Regions from separate parts of the Hordeum vulgare genome. Here region 1 is linked to region 2. The links are chromatin contacts, called in public Hi-C maps. All regions are on one chromosome and are shown on one strand. The core of a region is the stretch at or near the end of the contact, and the rest is flanking DNA. Distances in the headings are between cores, read along the strand shown.

What was found. A called contact is a pair of places that touch in the nucleus more often than the background predicts.
Region 1: a contact with region 2 is called in a Hi-C map of seedling, with 5 times the contacts expected there. The contact joins two enhancer-like sites. A contact is called at or near these places in 3 of 6 Hi-C or Micro-C datasets (leaf and seedling).

Annotation. Positions count from the first base shown.
Region 1 is chr5H:445,747,953-445,754,603 of MorexV3_pseudomolecules_assembly, reverse strand. No RefSeq gene overlaps it. Among protein-coding and RNA genes, the nearest start is that of LOC123398327, 27 kb to the right of the region's middle. Within about 2 kb of position 1,418, at least 3 of the 3 cell types and tissues checked have open chromatin away from gene starts, as enhancers often do. A contact at or near this core is called in leaf and seedling, where this site is marked.
Region 2 is chr5H:445,107,159-445,113,102 of MorexV3_pseudomolecules_assembly, reverse strand. No RefSeq gene overlaps it. Among protein-coding and RNA genes, the nearest start is that of LOC123398692, 14 kb to the left of the region's middle. Within about 2 kb of position 2,837, at least 3 of the 3 cell types and tissues checked have open chromatin away from gene starts, as enhancers often do. A contact at or near this core is called in leaf and seedling, where this site is marked.

The sequences.
Region 1 (6,651 bases), core at 169-2,668, 640 kb before region 2:
CATATTAATACCCAACGCATGATGCGGTACGCTCCAGGTCGCTCGCTGGTGACCTGCGCGCCAATTAGGTGGCACCCTTCTTTGGCGCGTCATGGGGTAGTTAATGGTCATTCGCTACGCAGCGACACCCTCCCCCTCCCTCATTCGATCCAAATTGGCTAGCCGGCGGAATGCTCAAAAGAACTTAAATCCATGCACTTTTCCCATAAGTCAATGGTTATTGTTTGACACCCAATGGTCAATGGTTTTCTGAAAAGCATTAGAAAACCAGCATTATTTTTTTCATAGCAAACCAACAAGAGTGAAAAATAAGGAAAAAACAAAGAATAGACGAAACGAGCGACAGATCAAGCGGACGAACAAGGTAGCCGAAGAGCGAGCTGGTACGAATTTGGGTCTTGGCCCGTTAGCATCTGTGTGGGCGCCTGTTTGGCGGAAGCTCCTACCGGCATTCCCTATACACCGCTCATTGTGACATCGGCGCTTCGCACAGGGGGCAGCTCACACTGGGCCAACCCATTTGGGTGGTTTTGATTCGCGAGATAAAACACCGCAAACAAAATTTGTGCTAGGTATCGAACCGGCAACCTCCTGATGAGGTACAAGCTACGCTAGCCACCCCGACTAAATGATGTATGTGAATGAAGACCAATGTGTAATTTAAACAAAACTAACAGCGACGGCAAAACTTAAAACCAATTCGCACAAACTTTTTTTTCAACTTCTTCACTGTCTTATTCTATTCTTTTTTTTGTTTTGTTTAAAAAGTGTTCTGACTTTTCAAAAAATGTTCCTTAATTTCAAAAAATCTTCCGAAATTTTAAAAATATTCTGCATTTTCAAAAAATGTTATAGAATTTTAAAAATATTCCGGAATTGGAAAAAATGTTTCGGAATTTTAAAAATGTTAAGAAATTTTAGAAATTTTTCCGAAATTTGAGAAAATATTCCGGAACTCGAAAAAATGTTCCCGAATTTAAAACATGTTCCGGAATTTGAAAAAATGTTCCAGAATTTTAAAAAATGTTCTAGACTATGAAAAAATGTTCTAGAATTTACAAAAATGTTCCGAAATTGGAAACACTTTCCGGAATTTGAGGAATGTTCCAGAATTTACAAAAATCTTCCGTAATTTACAACAATGTTCCGAAATTTTAAAAAATGTTCCGGAATTTTTTATAAAAATCTGGATTTGCGAAAAATGTTCTGGAATATTTCTAAAAATGTTTCCAATTTTTAGAAAAAATGTTCCTGGATTTGAAGAAAAAACAGACAAACAACTATTTCATTTTTTTAATCAAAAAATAAGCTGGGACGGTCCAGTTGTGGGGGCGACAAAGATGAGCTGGCCCTATACGGACGCCACAGTATGGACACGATCGCTACACCATGCGCCGGCCCAGTCCGCGTGCACTGCGTGCGTCTGGTGCCTATTTGACGCAAATAGGAGCTCCCCACCTACCTGCCGCTTACTGTACCAGGCAGCCCTGCGCCGCACAGAGGGGCGCGCTGACTGGACCGGCCCATTTGTTTTTCTTTTTTTCTGTTACGTTTTTCCTTCTCTGTTTAATTTCTTTTTTTGTTCGTTTTTCCTTTTATTTTTCTATTTGAAGAAAGAACATTTTTCGAATTAAAATATAAAAAAATGAAAAATCCTAAACAAATTTGGAAGCGTAAAAAAAAATATAGCACGAACATTTGTTAAATCTTGAGAACAAAATTTTGAAACGGAGAACAAATTTTAAAAATGATGAACAAGTTTGAAAGCACGAACAATATTATTAAGCACAAACATTTTTTAATTTTGCAAACAAAATATGAAGCTGAATACTATTTTTAAAAAGTGAGCAAATTTGGAAGCGCGAACAATTTTTTTAATCATGAACATTTTGTGAATCTTGAGAACAAAAATTTGAACAAATTTTTAAAGCAAGAACAGTTTTTCCATTTTGAGAACAAATTATGAAACTGAAAACAATTTAAATAAAACGTGAACAAATTTGGAAGTGCAAACAAAATTTTAAATACACGAACATTTCTTGAATCTTGAGAACAAAATTTTGAAAAGTAGAACAATTTTCAAAAAACCCCAAACAAATTTGAAAGAGTGAACAATTTTTTACAGAAAGAACCTCTTTTTAGTTTTGAGAATAAATTCTGAAACCGAGAACAATTTAAATAAACGTAACCGAATTTGGAAGCGCGAAAAATTCTTTAAATACACAATTTTTTTGAAAAACATAAACAATTTCTTAGTCTATAAACAAATTTCAAAACAGGAGCATTTTACAAATATAGACCATATTTTTTGAAACTTGTGAACAATTTTTAAAATGGGAGTATTTTTTGAACTTATGTATTTTTTGAAACGGCAAATATTTTTAGAAAATGAAGAATATTTTTAAAGTTCCCGCACATTTTCAAATTATGACTAATTTTGAGAATTGGTGAAGATAAATTTGAACAAGTTTTCAATTTGTGAACAAATTTTCAATAAAGAGAAACATTTTTTGTAAAACAGGAACATTTTTTATAAAAATGTGAATAGAAGAACATTTTTTCAAAAACAGTGAACAATTTATGAAAAAAGTACATGTTTTGAAAAAATCATGTAGTTTTTTGAATACGAGAACAATTTTTGAAATACTCACATTTTTTAAAAGATGAACAAATTTTCGAAGCAGGAAATTTTTTTGAAGCACAGACATTTAAATATAAACTGTGAATGCGAGAACATTTTTGAAATTCGAAACAAAAATTATAAACTGTCAAACAGAATATTGGGAAAGAAAAAGGAACAACCGTGAAGGAAAAATATAGAAAGGAAAAAATATTTCCTGAAAAAGAATTTTTAAAAATGGGGAACGTTTTTTGAAAATGTCGGACATTTTTCTAAAATCCGGAACCTTTTTTGAAGCTAGGAATATTTTTCAAAATGGCAAATATTCAAAATTAAGAACATTTTATAAAATTAAGAACATTTTCTGAATTTCAATATATTTTTTGAAACATGAACTTGGGTTAAAAATAACCATTGAAAAAAAACTAAAGCAGAAAAATGACAAAATGGAAACGAAAAAAGGACAAAAAATGAAGCAGAAATCGAAATGTTCGAGGAAGATGGGCCGGCCCAGTTTGTCGCGCCGCTGTGCGTTTGCTCGACTAAAGTGCGTCAAATAGGGTTTTCTCTGTTTGGCTCCCTAGCACTTAAGGCGCTCGGGAGGAGATCACTGTGAAGTGCTATATAGCCGTGCCCCTAAACAACAAGTCTATTACTCTTATCAAGCCATCAAAGTCGGGTTGTTGATCTAAGACCACGTCACTGATTTAGATGGTTGTTATTGTTGTCATGATCAAGTCCCAAATACTTGGGAGGACATCACTAAGTAGGGAGAATCCTTTAACCTTGCTTTGCTAGCATGATAGGCTTGGAGAATTTTACACGACAATATAATTCTTAATGCAGAGCTTAGATCTCGCCCATCTCAAATTTGACGTGTGGTCCTCCAAGGTTGGGACATCACTAAGTAGGGAATTATCTGAATAATTGGCAACGGCCAAACGACGGATATCTAGGATTCTAAAAGTTAAGGAAACAATGTAAACCATAAAGAAACAAATGAAAAGGAAGAAAATAACACAAACAAAGTGGATGAAAAAGTAAATAAATGTAAAAATAAAGAAGGAAACAAAAAAACCAAAAAAGAGACAGACAAAAAACATAGCGAAAGCGGAAAAAACAAAGGAAACGAAAGAAAGAAAAGAAAGCAAATAAAAACAAATGCAAGCGTGAAAAACCAACAAAACAAAAGTTATTGATAAACCCTTCCAAAAAACTAGGAAGAAACTAGAAGAGATGAAGAAAGACCAAAAGAAAACAAATGAAGGAAACAGGAATTCATTCTAATGGACTGGCCCACTCGCATCGTGCCTAGCGCGAGAGCTGCGTTCATTTCCCTATAAGTTGAAGAGCAACTAGTTGACAAACGCTTCTTCGGGAGCCTCCGACCACTTTCACACCCCGTCATTTGGCGTGTTTTCAGCCGTTGTCACATGTCGCGCTCTAAGCGTTTTTTTTTGGATTTTTTTTATATTTTTCAGCACACATTTTCGGTTCTTCGGTAGATTTTTTTTTGTTTTTTCGATGTCTCGGTTTTCAATGGTATTTCTTAACTTTTGAACGAGAAAATTCAAAATAATTTTTTTGCCGAAAAAACGAGTTTTTTATTTTCTTTCGCGAGAGGCATGGTTTTGCTTCTACAGGAGGCATGACCGTGCCTCTTGAAAAAAAAACTAGTTTTTTTATTACTTATTGCTATCCTGAGAGGCACAGTTTTACTTTCGCGAGAGACACGGTTTTGCATTCGTGAGAGGCACAATTTTGCCTTCACGAGAGGCTGCCGTGCCTCTCGGAAAACGAAAAAATAAAATCGAAAGATGCACGGTTTTGTTTTCACGGAAGACACGATTTTGCCTTCACGGGAGACATAGTCCTGCCTGTCGAAAACAAAAAAAGACGCGTTTATTATTATTATTTTTCTATCGCGAGAGACACGGTTTTTCCGTCCATTTTTTTGCATAAATAAGGTTGATCAAAACCTATAAATATGGGGTCTAGTTTTAAAAATCTCGACGCAATGAACCGAATAATGAAAAAGGTTCAAGATTTGAATGCACTGTTTAAAAGATAAAACATTTTAAAAATACGGATCTACGTAAAAAAAGGAAAACTCCACGCATATGTGATTCGTCATTTTTCACATATGGAAAGACAAAAATGATATTTATTGTTCAATTAGTGATTTCGCATAAGTTGTCTTATGTCCGCGCTGGGCAAGCTAGTTGGACCACTAGCATCGGACACACTTGTTGTTTATTTATGCTGCATTTTTTTTCTTTCCTTTTTTGTTTTCTTTTGTTTGATCTTTTTAGTATTTTTTAATCAATTTCCCTATTTTTTCTTTGATTTATAACTTCAGTTTCCTTTATTTTCATTGCTTTTTGTGGCTTTCATTTATTTTTTATTTGTTCTTTCTTTCTTTCTTATTTTGATTTTCTTTGTTTTTTTCATTTTATTCTTACCCCCTTTCAATTTATGTGTTAGTTTTCAATGTTTTTCTTTTGTTTCCTTCATTTAAATTGCCTTTGTATCCTTTTCCATTGGTTTACTTTACTTTTCGTATTTTTTTGACTATATGTTTTTCCTTACGGTTTTGATTGGTTTTCTTTCAATCGGAAAGCATTTTGTTTTCTATGCGTTGTTGCATATTTTTCCTTTGTTTTCTATGTGCATATGATATATATTTTTTATACATGTTAGTATTTTTACAATATAAAATTAACATAATTTTATAAATTTTGTTTATGTCTTTATTTTTCTTATATATAAAAATCTTGTTTTAATATATGTTTATTTCTTTACAAATATACTATAAAATTAGTGGTGCATGATAAACATTTTCTGAAAAAATATTTTTGGATTTTGAAGTTTTTAATACACATTCTACATTTGACATATACATCAGGAACACGTTTTTGATACAAATTTAACATATTTTAAATAGATATTTACATATTGTTCAAACATTTTGTGTTTGATGACTTTTTCTATACATAGTGTATTTGTTGTATACATCAGGAACATAGTTACATTTCCCTTTTTTTCGAACGTTTCATATGATTTAATTTTTTTTGAATACAGGATAGCTTTTTTTTAGTCCAAACCGGCTAACTAGGCTTGTTTTTGCCACATGTACACTTACAAGAGGGACCTACCCACTAAAGGTTATGTGAACCTAATCAAACGATGGATTATATCTAGCTGCAACAGGTTACACAAATTGATGGTGTTTTATGCAACAAATTCTAAGGGTAGATGTGCTATGCAAAGTTGACCCCGATAATTGATGGTTTGTGCAATTTTCTCTAAATTTGAGGAATCGGTTGGGTAGCTATTTTTTATCCGGATATTGTTCAGATGTTGGCACCGTCATTTAGGAAAAAGTGGGATTCGGTTGTAGATGCTCATGTGGGATGGTGTGGATTTTTTCCCTTTTTAAAAAGAAAGGTAAGAGCATTTTTAGCGGACCCCGTATAAATGGTCAAACCTGTAAAAAAATGTGTTTTATAGTTTTGGCCGTAATAAATGTGTATAACAGAAATCGTAAAAATAGTTCAAGCCGTAAATAATTTAAGGGACACGGTAAAGCTACGTCTGAAACCCTTATTTTTGAAGGTCGAATGCCGATTCTAGGGACCCCGTATAACGGTCAAATCTCGACGGAGCAAACACACCGCGGAGTTTGTCGGAATTCGCCCTAAACTTGTCAGAATTCATATCGTACGCGGGAAAACACCACTCGACGCCGCAATCAATCGTCGTCGGTTTGAATTGTACGCGCTCGACCTCGCCATGGCCTCCCATGACCTCAACCTGGCCGCCGGAATCCTCCCAGCGCGACAGGCGAAGGGGAACGGCTCGGCCGGCGCGGTTGGCAACCGAGCAAGTCGCGGCCGACGGACGACGAGACGCGTGCCACGGGGTTGGACGCGGCCGGCGTGGCTGACACGGCGAGCTAGAGGAAGGGACGGGGGTCCTCGGACCGGACGAAGGAGTCTTTACCGCAGTTTTACAGTTTATTTTATAGTTTC
Region 2 (5,944 bases), core at 1,588-4,087:
CAAAAAGACAAATATGCACTATTTGCATATGGATGTTTTTTCTCTCCATTTATGTGTTCGAATTTGGACCTGAAATTTTGTAGGGATTGTAGGCACATGTCCCTTAAACATTCACAACAAATATCTTTTCAAAAAATATTACAAAATAAATATTTTTTGGATCATTTAAATTTGAATTTTAGGAGGGAGCATATAGACGCTCAGAGGGTTTCCATTCTCGTTCGGCATTCACCGTCGCCTCTATCGTTATAGAAATCATGGCCCCTTGCCTCTGGCTGCCAACTTGGCATTGAGAGGTGGGGACCTCAGATCTTGAGGAATTCTATATATTTTTCAACCCATAATGATCATTGCAGTTTTGTGAAAATAAAACTATTCACGTTGTTTTGTCGGTGCCTTGAGGTTATACAATTTTGTCTCCTTGTAGTTTTGACTATTTGGATCTATTGAGTTTATATTGGTGTGTTAAGTGTTTATCTATGTACATACACTCATATTACAAAAACAGCCCTTCGAGAGACTGAGCTGACACATTATTTTGAAATTAATGAAGTCGATGGAAATATCTTCTCTCATCAAACGCGCATCCATGAAAGGCCTGAAATAATTTTTAAAAAATGTGAGCACCAGTGTCTATATTTTGTGGAAAAAAAGAAACACCACTCTTCGTTGTTGATAAAATGAAATCCCTGTTCACTCCTTTCGGTATATTGATATTGAATACAAGGAACTCTTGCTACTGTAATTTTGAAAATGAACACGCAAATACCCACCAAATGTAAGTAAATATATCCGAAACATATAAAAGGCATCTTAATCCTGCACTAAAGAAAGTTGTTATCCCAAAAAAAAGATAGTGAATACAAGGAACTCTTGCTACCGTAATTTTGAAAATGAACACGCAAATACCCGCCAAATGTAAGTAAGTATATCCGAAACATATAAAAGGTATGTTAATCCTGCAGTAAAAAAAATTATTATTCCAAAAAAGGGCAAGTCTAGGACTTGAACCCTAATGGGCTGGAGATGCTACTATCCACGTAACCATCCAACCAAGGTTCATCCGCATTAAACTTTTTTCTGTTTGATTATTTATGGAGTTGAAATTTTCCATTGACATTGTGATGAAGATATTGTGATTCGATGTTCAGCACTTCTAGGAGATCCTCCCTGCTCCAAGTACCTTTATCATCAATTTAGGCTTTCCCTTATTTTATGGATAACTTAAGGCGATTTAAAGAACCTTTTATGGCCGAGGAAGAGTGACAACATCGTTGCTGCTGCATAATGGCAGCTTCTTTAACAAAGTTTTAAGAGTATTTTTTCTGACAGATTTTTTTTTCGAGAGTACGTTAAAGTCGTATCATATTTTTATAGAAGATAGAAAGTGTTTATACAAGAAGCGAGACACAAATGTATACATTTGTGTCTACACTATGACCCCACTCCAACACCAACACCAACACCTACAAATTACATAAGGACTACTCTTTCACAAATCTATGTAGACCACCAGCACCGCGAGCCGCTTGCCTCCATTCTGCCACCTCCCCTAGGATCGTCGTAACCAGCTCTTTGGGCCTCATCTGTTGTTCGATCCTGTTGAACACCATAGCATTTCTCTGCTTTCGAAGGGATCATGTGACTGCCGTGACCAAAGTGTCAAAATCTCTCTTGTCTGCCGTGCAGAAGTTACCTCTTTCTCTCAGCCACCATTCGATAGTTGTTTCGGTAAGGGATGAATCATTAAGAAGGCTTGTCCAACAGATTTTATTGTCATTCTAAGTCAAAAGAGTTAATTTGTATTCTTTTGGATCTTAGAACCAAATCAGTGTACTTGTAATAGTTGTGAATATGAATAAAATTGTAGGACTTTAAAAACAAAACGTAGAGAGCATATGAGCATCTAAGAGTGGGGAGGATCTGATATTTTTTTCGCAACTGCTACATGACACAAAGGGAAATACTATTTGATGAGCACTGCATCAAGTAATCGGAGCTTGACACGGGGGTTGCCTACGACTGGGCAGACTTGTTTTTACCTTTTCTTTTCATTTTTCATTTTTTTTCCTGCTTCCTTTTCGTTTTCAAGTTTGTTTTACTTTAGAAAATATGTATTTTTTCATGAATGTTCACGTATTTCTTAGAAAAAATCAAAATTGTGCAAAACGTTTCTACATTCAAATTTTCTTAAGAAATTCAGAAAAATGTTCAGAAATTCAACAAAACTTTAGAATTTGGAAAATTGATCTCTTCTTTTCAGAAAATGCTTGAAAGTTTAGAAATTATTTAGCATTTTTAATTTTAAAGAAATCATATAGAACAAATAATAAAAGGATTGGGTATTTATAAAAATGTTGCATTTGAAAAATTCATTCAGAAAAAATATATCAAGTTTTCAGAATTTGTTCAGAATTCAAGTAAGGTTCAGGGAATTTCAAGAAATGATCGTATTTTCAAAAACTTCTGGAAACACTAAAGATTCCCAAATATTGTTTGCGTTTTTAAAATTTTGTTCAGAAATTTCAAAAATATATGCGTTTCAGAAAACGTACAGTTTATAAAAATCACATTCAAAATATGAAAAAAAATGCTTAAATATGTCGCGGCTTACAGTTCTTATACCCCGAACTACCTATTTACATGACGAAGTTTAGTAACTAAAATGGCTAGCAACAAGTATCGTCCATGGTTCGATCCGTCATACGCACGTCTCTATTTTTCTGGGAAAATTCGCAATTTTGTGTGTGGATGGGCCGCCCAGTTGGATTGACCCCTGTGCGGCGCGCGTCTGTTGAACACAAGACATGACAAATAGGAGGCCCCGACACAAGGGGGAGCTCCTATACGGCGCTGCAGACGCCGGTTCGCGCTTCTGGAACCTGCAGCACCCCCCCGGGCCGGACCATGAAACATCTCCTGGCGCCCCGCTACAGGACCTACAAAAATTTCATTGATTTTTTAAAATATGCTCATGGATTTTTAAAAACTTTGCAAAATTTGAAAAAGTCGTTAATTTTGGAAAATAAAGTTCATCAATTTTAAAAAATAGTTCATTGGTTTTGAATAAAGGTCACGAATTATTTCATCGATTTTGAAAAAAGTTCACGAATTTTTAAATATGTTCACCCATTTTTAAAAAAGTTCACCAATTTCAAAAAAAAAATCATCAATTTAACAAATAGTTCATTGATTTTGAAAAATGTTCATGATTTAAAAATATGTTCACAGATTTTCAAAAAAAGTTCACCAATTTGAAAAAAGTTTATCACTTTTAAAAAAAGTTCACGAATTTTAAATTATGTCCACAGATTTTCAAAAATGTTCACAAAATTCGAGAAAAAGTTCATCGATTTGAAAAAAGGTTCACAAATTAAAAAAAGATTCCATCGAATTTCCAAAAATAATAGGTTTGAAAGAAAATGCACATATTTCCAAAAAGAAATCAAATAACTGGTATGAAAAGGAAAAAGACTAAGTAAAAATAAAAAGTTCAGACAAAGAATAAAGGAGTAAAAGGTTCATTTCCAGCACATCCTGTTGGGGTGGCGGAGTGGTTGCAGCAGTGTAACTCCTCAGAGAGGTCGCCGGTTCGAATCAACTAGAAGTGTCACACGCAACAAGCTCTCTGGCGCCAACTCCTATTCAGCAATCTTAGCGCCAATTAATAGCTATATAGGAGCTGAAGTTCGGTCAATAATTTTGGGAAGCTTCGAAATGTTTTCTGGACGCATAACATTTTTCCAAATTATTATTTTTTGGAATACTTGAATTTTTTGAATTCATTAATCTTTTTTCGAATACATGAACATTTTCAAATTCATGAACTTTTTTTTATCCTTGAAATTTTTTTCAAATGCAAGAAATATACTTAAATCCACAAAATTATTTCAAATTTATGTTCTGTTTATTAAAACAGGAAATTGTTTTCCGTTCGGTCAATAATTTTGGGAAGCTTCGAAAAGTTTTCCGAATGTTTTCTGGACGCATAACATTTTTCCAAATTATTATTTTTTGGAATACTTGAATTTTTTGAATTCATTAATCTTTTTTCGAATACATGAACATTTTCAAATTCATGAACTTTTTTTTATCCTTGAAATTTTTTCAAATGCAAGAAATATACTTAAATCCACAAAATTATTTCAAATTTATGTTCTGTTTATTAAAACAGGAAGTTGTTTTCCAAAATCATTATTTTACTTTTCAAAATCGATGAACTTTTTCCAAATCAATGATTATTTAAGCAAAATCCACACATTTGTTTTCAAATGGATGAACTTTTTTAAAATAGGTGAACTCGTTATTTGAAGTCAGCAATTTTTTTCCCTAAATTCCTTATTTCTTTTTCATATTTGCGACATTTTTGGAATATGTGAACTTCTTTGAATTTATGACCAGTTATTCAAATATGTGTACATTGTTATGACTTTCCTTTTGTTCAATTTTCATAAATAAATTATGTGAAAAGTCAACGCTTAACGATCTATGGTCAATGGTCCTTGGCCATAGGTCAAAAGTCATACTGTGGTGAGCAGGTCAAAGAAGTTACTGAATCAACATGGAATCCTCTCGTGTGAGAGCCGGTTGTTGTGTCAGACCCATAAATCTTCTTGGTGACCGTCGCTTGTGTTAGAGCAAGTACAATAAGGTACAGTCAGCAGGCTGTAAGGATTAAAATATTATATTTTTGCTGAGTTGGATGAGAGAGAAGGGAAGCGGGCTCTTCGTGAAGAGCTAGCTCTAGCACGTGCTCCTAGATGCTTTGTGAGAATGAAAGGTGGGTCATATATGATAAAAATAGTATTCTTTCATAGCTAACTATTGTACAAGCTAGCTATAAGATGAGCTATAAGACTGCTTATAGCCAGCAGTTGGCTATACTATTAACCATGCTCTTAAAGACAATTGTATGTATCATCCCGCGCGAGGTCCAACTCAATCCTGGAACTTGAGTATTGATTGAATATGGTCGTGGTACTTGAAAATACGTTCACACTACGGTCCTGGAATTTGGGCAGTCAGTCTTGGCTCTACACTTGGCGTACGTATCGTGTATTAGCTCATATGCCACACCATCACGGGTCCCGCCCGTCAGCCCTGGGTCCAACAGTCATCGCAGAGCCCACCAGTCAGTGCGCGGTGCGGTGGTTAACACCGTTAGCCGTTCGATCGGACGAAAATCCCCAATTCCCCACCGACGAACCCTAGCTTTTCTTCCCCGACTAGAAACTAAGGAGGGAGCACGCCACTGTCAGAGGGCGCGCAACAAGCTCTCTGGCGCCAACTCCTATTCAGCAATCTTAGCGCCAATTAATAGCTATATAGGAGCTGAAGTTCGGTCAATAATTTTGGGAAGCTTCGAAAAGTTTTCCAAACGTTTTCTGGACGCATAACATTTTTGCAAATTATTATTTTTTGGAATACTTGAATTTTTTGAATTCATTAATCTTTTTTCGAATACATGAACATTTTCAAATTCATGAACTTTTTTTATCCTTGAACTTTTTTCAAATGCAAGAAATATACTTAAATCCACAAAATTATTTCAAATTTATGTTCTGTTTACTAAAACAGGAAATTGTTTTCCAAAATCATTATTTTACTTTTGAAAATCGATGAACCTTTTCCAAATCAATGATTATTTAAGCAAAATCCACACATTTGTTTTCAAATGGATGAACTTTTTTAAAATAGGTGAACTCGTTATTTGAAGTCAGCAATTTTTTTTCCTAAATTCCTTATTTCTTTTTCATATTTGCGACATTTTTGGAATATGTGAACTTCTTTGAATTTATGACCAGTTTTTCAAATATGTGTACATTGGTATGGACTTTCTTTTTTTTCAATTTTCATAAATAAATTATGTGAAAAGTCAACGCTTAACGATCTATGGTCAATGGTCCTTGGCCATAGGTCAAAAGTCATACTGTGGTCAGCAGGT